Linked DNA regions of Zea mays: regions 2 and 3 are each linked to region 1. The links are chromatin contacts, called in public Hi-C maps. All regions are on one chromosome and are shown on one strand. Each heading gives the region's core, a stretch centred on a gene start, on an enhancer-like site or on the middle of the called end of the contact. The rest is flanking DNA. Distances are from core to core; before and after follow the strand shown. Region 1 holds the start of LOC100272256. Region 2 holds the start of LOC103637796 (dynamin-2A). Region 3 holds the start of LOC100502340.

The links. A called contact is a pair of places that touch in the nucleus more often than the background predicts.
Region 2: a Hi-C map of ear shows a contact between it and region 1, with 6 times the contacts expected there. The contact joins the promoter of LOC103637796 here to the promoter of LOC100272256 in region 1. A contact is called at or near these places in 4 of 25 Hi-C or Micro-C datasets (bundle sheath, ear, leaf mesophyll and 1 more).
Region 3: a Hi-C map of ear shows a contact between it and region 1, with 1.9 times the contacts expected there. The contact joins the promoter of LOC100502340 here to the promoter of LOC100272256 in region 1. A contact is called at or near these places in 3 of 25 Hi-C or Micro-C datasets (bundle sheath, ear and leaf).

The regions. Positions count from the first base shown.
Region 1 is chr9:2,839,945-2,843,037 of Zm-B73-REFERENCE-NAM-5.0, reverse strand. It overlaps LOC100272256, which reads right to left and starts at 1,307. Exons shown (of 8, transcript NM_001146750.1): 1 at 522-1,307; 2 at 319-398. The coding sequence starts at 1,209.
Region 2 is chr9:3,141,768-3,145,301 of Zm-B73-REFERENCE-NAM-5.0, reverse strand. LOC103637796 (dynamin-2A) reads right to left here and starts at 1,819. Exons shown (of 22, transcript XR_004852518.1): 1 at 1,477-1,819; 2 at 1,301-1,351; 3 at 1,074-1,194; 4 at 857-961; 5 at 393-454; 6 at 1-72.
Region 3 is chr9:3,251,189-3,254,484 of Zm-B73-REFERENCE-NAM-5.0, reverse strand. It overlaps LOC100502340, which reads right to left and starts at 1,573. Exons shown (of 4, transcript NM_001363267.1): 1 at 878-1,573; 2 at 637-786. The coding sequence starts at 1,492.

The sequences.
Region 1 (3,093 bases), core at 58-2,557:
AGTCTCGACAATACTAACATAAATTAGACGACCAAGCCTCAGAATATGCAAAACTCGTAGTGCTATTAAAAAAATTAAGGGACCATGTGTTTGAGCAAACAATTTGAGATCACAACAAAGCCAATCCTGCCAGAGCATAATAATAAATTCAACACTGAACTCTGGCACACCCAAATTTGCATTTGATTTTAGACTTTACAGCCCAACAATACAACATTGCACACCGGAGCAATCAAATTTGCGTTTACAAAACCAATCAATACTATTCACATCACTCTGAAATAAACTGTAAACCAAATCAAAAGAACAACTATTTACCTTTAAGCCAGGCACATAGTCCCCGCGCTTGTAGTAAGCCGGGCTCTTGGAGGCCCTCCACTCTGCCGTCCCCATCCCATCTGCATACACCAGGTACTCCAAAGTCACTCCACTAGCCCACTCTCGATTTCGGAATCCCACCGATGAACAGTACTATCACAGCACTACCAGCTGACCAAGCACATGGTAACAGAAGAACTCACAGTGGTTGTTCTCGCAGACCAATATGACAGGCAGCTTCCAGAGCGCGGCCATGTTAAGCGCCTCGAAGAGCTGTCCCTGGTTGGCGGCGCCGTCGCCGTAGAGGTCAAACGTGACGGTGCCCTCCTTCCTGTACCTCTGCGCGAAGGCGATGCCGCACCCGAGCGGCACCTGCGCGCCGACGATGCCGTGGCCGCCGAAGAAGTTGGCGTCCCGCTTGTAGAAGTGCATGGACCCGCCCTTGCCCCTGGAGCAGCCGTCCCGGCGGCCCATGAGCTCGGCGAAGGCGGCGACGGGGTCCCCGCCGCGCGCGAGGTACGCGCAGTGGTCGCGGTAGGCGGTGATGATGGCGTCGGCGCGGGTGGCTGCGGCCTCCATGCCGACGGCGACGGCCTCCTGGCCGTCGTAGAGGTGGCAGAAGCCTCGGATGAGCTTGGCCTTGTAGAGCGAGTCCGCCGCGATCTCGAAGCGCCGCATGAGCGACATGTCGCGGAAGAAGGACAGCAGCTCCCGCGCCGAGGTGGTGGCCTCGCGCGGTGGCGGGTCCACGATGTGGGACTTGAAGGGCACCGAGGTGTCAACGGTGACCGCGTCCGCGGAGTCGGAGACCCCACGCGCGAGAAGCGGCAGCGGCGCCACGAGCTGGCTGGCGGCGGTGGGGACAAGGCGGCGGAGAATGGCCGCGGCCATGGCGTGCGCCTACAACGGGAACTCGAACAGAGCGGGGCGAGGACGCGAGGTGCGTGAAACGTGTAGGTGTCGAGCGAGCCGCTGGGTGGTGTTCGGCGGAGTGGCGGCCTGGCGGGGGGCGGGGCAGACGGGCAGTGCTGGCTTTCAGTCGCTCGCGGGCCGTGTGCCCGTGTGCCGCGTGGTGCAGACTGGCTTGGCCCGGGGGCGTCGTGGCGTCGCGCGACGGACAGGAGCCTCGAGGGCGGCGGGCGCGCGCCGTGTCAAACGCAGTGACGTGAGCTCGACTTTCCAACAGAAAAGCTTACGGGTACGTACTAGCCAACATGTCACAGGACTGCCGTGCTGGTGCGGTGCCGCCGGCGATCGGTTTTGGCCTGTTGATGACCCTGTTGGTACTGCAAAGTGGGACGAATCCGCCGCAGATCAACGAGTTCGAAAAAAACAAGCAAACCCTACTCGTGACGAGTCGCCACCCTTTTACTTAAACAAAGCAGCCAAGCAGACAGGTGGCTCGCCGGTAAAGCGACCCGGGAGGCGAAGAAGGGACACACGGTCATCTTCGGTTGGATCCCTGGACACCTGTCACTGTTCTTGAATCCCAGATCACGGACCAATCCCGCGGTGACAGGCATCTCCGCAGCGGCCGGCGGAGAGTTGGGCATGTTTAGTATTTTTGAATATTTGTTGGACCATAGTTCATTTTTACTTAAACTCGATGAATAAAATAGATCGAAGAAAGTATTACGGTTTGTTAGGAAGAACCGAAAATAAGTTTGAGGCTGACGAGTCGGCTCAAACATGAAGTAGTTTTGAGTGGTTCGTGAGCCGAGTCGAGCCGGTTTTTTAATTCGTTGGTGCATCGAGCCGGCTAACGAGAAATGCCAAATTGGTCAATCTATAAAATAATGATTAATATATAATTTTATAGATAGTTGGCTCGTTCTTTACTATTTGATGATGGATATATAATAATTCGTAATTCAAAATAGTCGTAATATTGAATGATGATTCTATGTTCTATATTCACATACTGTTAATCCACTGTATAATATAATAATATTTATTAGTATGTTGCTCATGAGCGAATGAGCCAAACCGAGCCCCGTCTCATGAACCAACTTCGAGTAGAGTCTATCCTATTTCTTTAACTCGTCGAGTGGATGAGTCGAACCGAGCTCGGCTCGTTTCAAGACTAGTATATAGAATACAGTGGTGAAATCGAGCGTCGGTTTTTTATGGTGTATTACCCTAAATAAATTAATCTTCATCCAATCTCTCAAGACCTTAAAACTCACGGGATGCTCTCGAGCCCATGAATGACTGAATATTCTTGATGATGACCGACAACCACATCGGAGCATTTGATCAACAAAAAAAAGTGAACAAGTGAAAGTTCTCAAAATCTAAAAAATGAGCTCTCTACTCCAATGAGAACGAAGAAAGAACCCTAACTAAATCCATCATAATCAACTATTGATCCAATGTTTTAGAAAAGTTCCTAGGGTATATAAGTAGCCAAATAAAGAAACGGATCGTAAGACGGATATAACTCCGAAACCACTCAAAACACTGGTGCCACACCCGATTTTCAAAGACAAAGTTGGATGCATCTCATATATGCGACAGAATCAATTTACACATATGATGACTTTAGTGTATAGCAACTAGTGTCACAACTTTATAACATAAATTAAATAACTAAACAAAAAAGAAACTAAACGACGACGGTCAACAGACAATCGACTGGAGCAAAGAAGGCCTAGAACTCCTTAAAGTATTCATAATAGTCTTCCTATTGACCTTGGTCTGAGCACCAAATTCATCAAGAATGAGTACATTTATGATTGGTACTCTGCAAGTGTGTAGAAAAGTGTAGTGGAAGGC
Region 2 (3,534 bases), core at 570-3,069, 300 kb before region 1:
AACATCAGCAGCTTGCATTGCCGGTATGACAACGAGCAGTATTGCATCATTGTGCCCAGCATACTCATTGATCTAAAGTAAGAAACAATCAGCACTCTGCTAGAGAGTAAGGAAGTTGATGGCCTTAAAAGAACTAGATGTGATCTCCATAAGCAAATGTGCCAAGGACAATTCAGAAGCTATCAAATAAAATGAAACAAGCTACAGAGAAATGAAAGCTATGTTCTAGTGGTCCCAAGATAAAAAGTGTAGCTTGTCTTTCACAATTCAATGGTCTGATGAAAGTTCATTGTGGATACTGGATATTACTGCACAACCAGTTAATCAGCACTCTACCTAATCTATAAGCATCTATACAGGAAAAATATTTTAGGAATAATTCAAATACCTACCATGGAATCATCAACAGCTCGCTGGTCTATCCCAGGTAAATCAATCAGCTTTAATGAGGGAGCTGAACAAGAAGCAGGAAAAGTACTGTGAGGATTTCATAAAGCAGCACAACAAAATAAAAAAAGGCAAACTAACAAAGAAGACTAAGTACAGAAATTATGTGTGGGGTTCACCATTTTTAGAACATATAAGACATAGATAGAAAGATGTACTCGCAAATGATTATATTGCTCCACAGTGCAATGTGCCAACACAAAGCATACAGTGTCACAAGCATACATATTCCAGCCTAACTGTTATTTCATCATTGTTTAATTTAAGCATGTCATTGTTCAAACCTTACACCATCACCAAAAGTGTGACCATATATTCAACACCATGTTCTGTACAATGCTAGTGAAATGGAAAGAAAAACAGCTACACGGTTGCTTAAATGGTTATACTACTCGCAGCACAAACAAACCTGTACTCGTCCGCAGCTTGAGGTAAATCTCATCAGCACGGCCCCTCCCTGATCCACCAGACGTCCCCTTGCTGAGTCTGTCCTGCAGTGAATGCCGGAGGGCACCTGCAGCACAGCAAAACGAACCAGGAAATTTCAAGATCAAGATCAGGCTCAGTCCCAAGCTTCCAGAACTCGTCAATAGATGCAGGAAGCACGGCCACGACATCCAACTCACTTGCGGAAACCTGCTGCGACTTGCTGTCGATCTGCAGCACGATGGACTTGCTGCTGAGCCCCGGATCCCTCTGCAGGTCAACCACTATTGGCGCCCGCGTCGCCCCGTTCTCCCCCGTCGGCTGCACCGCGCACCAACACCATCCAAATCCAGTAAAAAAACACGGCGCCACAAGGGCAGAGAGAGGAAAGGCAACTAAGCTGCTCCGCTAGGAGGTAGGAGCTCACCAAAACCGGGTGACCGATGAGGCTGTTTAGCACGGCCGACTTGCCAGAGCTCTGCACGAACAAACGGATCAGAACAGATCAGACCGGGTGACACGAGCAGCAGTGCAGCACGCTAGCGGCAGGAGCAGATCGCGATGGGTCTCGTGTGGTGGGGGCGGCGGAGAACCGATACTCACGACGTTGCCGAGGGCGACGGCGTTGAGGAAGGTGGTGGGCCGGCGCGGCGCGGCGGCGTCGGAGGGGTCGTCGTCGGCGAGGAGCGACGCCGCCTGGCGCATCGACTCGGCGAGCTCTGACAGCTCCTCCATGGCCTCCATGGTCGGCGGTCTCACACGCGGCGGATCTCGAGGGGTTGGAGGCTGCGGCAACTGGCGGCGAAGGGGGAGACCGAGCCCTGAGCTCTGCCCTGGCTTGACGCGGATTTGAAATCTAGACGGCGTCACGGGGATGGGATGGAAGAGACGTGGAAAATGGATTTGGGCGACAGACGAGAGAGACTCAGAGCAACTACAAGAAATCACTAAGGACCCGTTTGTTTCGTTGGAATTGAATTCCATTTTAATAATTATAATTTAGATAAAACTAATTAAGTTAAGGGGATGAAGACTATGACTCGGACGAGGTGGCCTAAATTCACCACTTTAACTCTCAAGCCACTACTATACTGCTCGCCTCTCTAAGTCGAGAGGAGTATAATAAGGTGCAAAGGTTAAAAAGTGCGAAGGAAATTTGGGACGTACTCAAGACCGCGCACGAAGGAGACGAGGTGACAAAGATCACCAAGCGGGAAACGATCGAGGGGGAGCTCGGTCGCTTCATGCTTCACCAAGGGGAGGATCTACAAGCCATGTACAACCGCTTGAAGACCTTGGTGAACCAAGTGCGCAACCTCGGGAGCGAAAAATGGGATGACCATGAGATGGTCAAGGTTATTCTTAGATCCCTCGTATTTCTTAACCCTACACAAGTTTAATTAATTCGAGGTGATCCTAGATATAAGCTAATGTCTCCCGAGAAAGTCATAGGAAAATTTGTGAGCTTTGAGCTAATGATTAAAGGCTCAAAGAAAATCATCGAGCAAGGCACCTCCTCCACACCCGAAGCACAACCGGTCGCATTCAAGGCGACGGAGGAGAAGAAGGAGGAGTCTACATCAAGTAGACAACCCATCGACGCTTCCAAGCTCGACAACGAGGAGATGGCGCTCATCATCAAGAGCTTCCATCAAATACTCAAGCAAAGGAGGGGGAAAGACTACAAGTCCCGCTCCAAGAAAGTTTGCTACAAATGTGGTAAGCCCGGTCATTTTATTGCTAAATGTCCACTATCCAGTGACAGTGACAGGGGCGACGATAAGAAGGGCAAGAGAAGAGAAAAGAAGAGGTACCTCAAGAAGAAAGGCGGTGATGCCCATGTTTGCTGGGAGTGGGACTCGGACGAGAGCTCCACCGACTCCTCCTCTGACGAGGACGCCGTCAACATCGCCGTCACCAAGGGACTTCTCTTCCCCAACGTCGGCCACAAGTGCCTCATGGCAAAGGACGGCAAAAGGAAGAAGGTTAAATCAAAATCCTCCACTAAATATGAATCTTCTAGTGATGATAATGCTAGTGATGAGGAAGATAATTTGCGTACCCTTTTTGCCAATCTTAACATAGAACAAAAGGAAAAGTTAAATAAATTAATTAGTGCCATTCATGAGAAGGATGACCTTTTGGATTCCCAAGAGGACTTCCTAATTAAAGAAAATAAGAAGCATGTTAAGGTTAAAAATGCTTATGCTCTTGAAGTAGAAAAATGTGAAAAACTATTTAGTGAGCTAAGCACTTGCCATGAAACTATTAACAACCTTAGAAATGAAAATGCTAAATTAATTGCTAAGGTTGATTCAAATGCTTGTAATGTTTCAATTCCCAATCATAGAAATGACAATGATGATTTGCTTGCTAAAATCAAAGAATTGAACATTACCCTTGCTAGCCTTAAAGTTGAAGATGAGAAATTGCTTGCTAAGGCTAAAGATTTTGATGTTTGCAATGCTACTATTTCTAACCTTAGAAGTGAAAACGATATATTACATGCTAAGGTTGTAGAATTAAAATCTTGCAAACCCTCTACATCTATCGTTGAGCATGTATCTATTTGTACTAGATGTAGAGATGTTGATATTAATGCTATTCATGATCACATGTCTTTAATTAAACAACAAAATGATCATATAGCAAAATTAGATG
Region 3 (3,296 bases), core at 324-2,823, 410 kb before region 1:
AGAATATGTAGATTTTGTAAGCTTGAAGTGGCCAGTTAGAATAAGAGCGACAACTACACCTGACACTAGGCCTGAAATGACTTCTACGCATGGAAACTACAAGCACACAAGCCAACAATATATAAAACCAAAATAAGTTACACCCAGTTCATGCCTAAATATGAAACAGCATCAAGCGCATACCTCCCTAAGGTTTGAGATCACAATGTGGGCAAGGAGAAACAATGAAATTTCATATCAGTCCTACAAGCACGCAGGGGCGACGGCAGGGGGGGGGGGCACAGGGGGCAATGCCCCCCTAATGCTCCCCTAATTCTTTAGAACCTGTTAGTTTTTTAGCTAATTTTCATGTAAACAGTGCAAAAAATGCTTCTAACAGCCCCCCTAGTGTAATTTGGTCCCCCTAATTTTGGATCCTGGCTTCACCCCTGCAAGCACGGCACGTCGGATTTCATTTGTCGTCAGCTAGACAACCAGGTAATAAAATGTGAAATGAAATTCCATTTCATTCATGTCCAAGACAGATGATGACGCATGGCATATTAGCATGGCAATGGAAAACACAAGCAAGGAAACAGAAGCTACGGCTTACTCCTTAAGCCTCATCTAAACCACAAAGTTTTGCTTCCTTCTCACCTCATCGTTCATGACCCATCCACCACTCACGATTTCGAGCTGCCTATCACGGACAAGCTTAGCCAGTGCCTCTTGCTTTTTGGGCGGCGCGTCGCGCCACCATCTCTCCAGGTATGACATCTCCTCCCATATGAACTTCCTCCGCGAATCCTATACCATAGCAGAATCCTGACGATGGTCAAAAGGAGAAGAGCACCAACGCCCGAAAGCAAATCTGGAGTGGCGAGAACACTAGGAAGACCTTGGAGAGGGACTCGACGATGGTATCGAGGATGTGGCGCGACTGGCGCTGGTAGTACTCCTCGACGGTGCGGATCCACCCGGGGTCGTTGTGCGAGTGCGGCGCGACGAAGACCTTGAGCTTCTCGGTATCCCACTCGTCGCCCCTGTACTTGACCTCCCACCCCTGCTTCCACGCACCGCCGTCGACGTCGCTGAACTCGATCCGGTCGTAAAGGTCCCTCGTCGTAATATCCACGGGCGCCTCACGTCCGATCCGGTTCGCCACAGCGGCCGCTGCGGCCTCGGCCGCGGCCGAGTCCCGGAGGCGGAAGGCGGGCCTGCGGCTGAGGCGCGCGCGGGAACGGACGGGCGCAGACAGCGCGGCGGAGCGGGATGAGGGGAAGCCGAGACGGAGAAAGGCCAGGATAAACAGCACCGCGAAGGCAGTCGTGGCGAGGCAGAGGGCGCGGCGGGAGTAGGGAGTGGACGCGGAGTGGAGGCTCCCGCGGCGGCGGGAGGAGGCGGGCGCAGAGAGGGAGGACTTGGAACGGAGGTGGTGGTGCGCCTTCGGCTTGGAGGTGGTGGGGAGTAGTGCGCCGGAGCGGGCCCCGCCGCTGCCGGAGAAGAAATGCATCGCCGCCGGTTTCGGGATCGGGATGGAGTGGCCTGACTGACCTCGCGCGGGCTGCCGGTTCCGGGGTCGTCTGTCGTCTCGAGTGGGTGCGCGGTGGGCCTTCCCACCCGTGCCCGGCACGGTCCAGCGATATTTTTGGTCGCTCCGTTTGTTTCGATGACTGGTGGCCCTGTACGAATGGTATGCTTCAATGACATGTGGGGCTACCTCTAAACTTCTAGGTGGTGAACAGTGAACTGAGAAGTGTCAACTGATTCGAACTCATCTTATTGTAGTTAGGGATGATAATTTAACCCGCAAACCCAACATTCGATAGGTACGGATATAGGTAAGGATTTTGACTCGCGGATGTAATTCGCATCTGACCTGAAGTTTCGCGGGTGTGGGTATGAATTTCTATTTCAATCCGTGGGTGACTTGCACCCGACCCGAAATTTGGTTTATTCGGTATTTTACGCAATAACGATAAAGATACAATAGTAATTATTTTCAATAAGTAACTTGGCTAATGATTCATGAAGTGTTTTGTTGCTGCTCAACGTGATAAAGCTTAAAATTCATACATATAACTTAATTATTACTGGTATTTAATTGTTTATAGCTGAATTATTGTTTAAAATTGTACACTGAGTAAAACCCGTGAGTGACCTAAAAACCTTACAGGTTTGGGTGCGCGGTTAGAATTGCACCCGTGGGTGATATCGTGGGCGGGTTTAGATAGACTTCACGGGTATAATTGTGAGCGGGTTTAGGGTCCCTGATTGTAGTTTCTTGGCATTAATTATTATGTCACTTAATTTTTGCAGTGTATTTTATTGTCTACTAAATACGACTTAATTAAAAAAATAAAAATAATTTCTTAATAAAAAACATGTCTATACAAGAGAAATGATATGATACTAATGAGAGGAAAAAATACGTGACGAGACAAAAGAACATTCTACAAAAACTATTCATTAAAAATAGCTTCTACATATGATTTTCATATAAATTAATTGACGTAAAATTTATTTATAGTTTTAACATTTGAACCGCGGAAAGAGCATCTTCAATAGTGACTTATCTTAAGATTTATTTGGTTGGGTTGTGGCTGTGAAAAAAAACTGTTGTGAGATATGAGTTGTAGAAAAAATTGTTGTGAACTTTAAGCTTTTAAAAAGCTAAAAACCATTTGGTGAAAACAACTAAAAACTGATGAAAATTCTTTAATACATATTTTCACAGTTCCCTTTCTTTTAAAAGCAAGTCCAGATGTGATTTTAGTTTTGCACTACGAGAAAGTCGGCTTTTAGAAAAAGTGGTCTATAAATCTAGATCTAGCTCTTTTGTATGACTTTTTGCTTTTAAGGAGTAAAAACCAAAAGCTAAACTAAACACACTCTTAGTGCCTCAAATTAAATTATATGGCTCAAGCTAAAAAAATTGCTCCAACATTGTTCAATGTTACAAAAAATTATTAAAAAATATAGGTCACCTACTGAAGTGACACAAATATAATACACCTTATTAGGATGCTCCATATCTAGATCTAAATGAACGGACGCTTCATAAAAATTTTCTTTCTAGACAAATGGATTAGAATAAAATATTTAGGTTAGTCACTTAATTTGGACCTTTATTTTTAAAGCTTTTTTGGTCTAAATTCTATAAAACATATCTATTTTAAATTTTAGAATATTTTGTTAGGGAAAATTATGGAAGATGCTCTGCTTAGTGGCCCGCTGAAATGGCTAGCGAAAGAGGCATACCAAGATTTAACTATGTTTTAGATATGTTACTACTTCTCGTCTAATATGGTTAATAT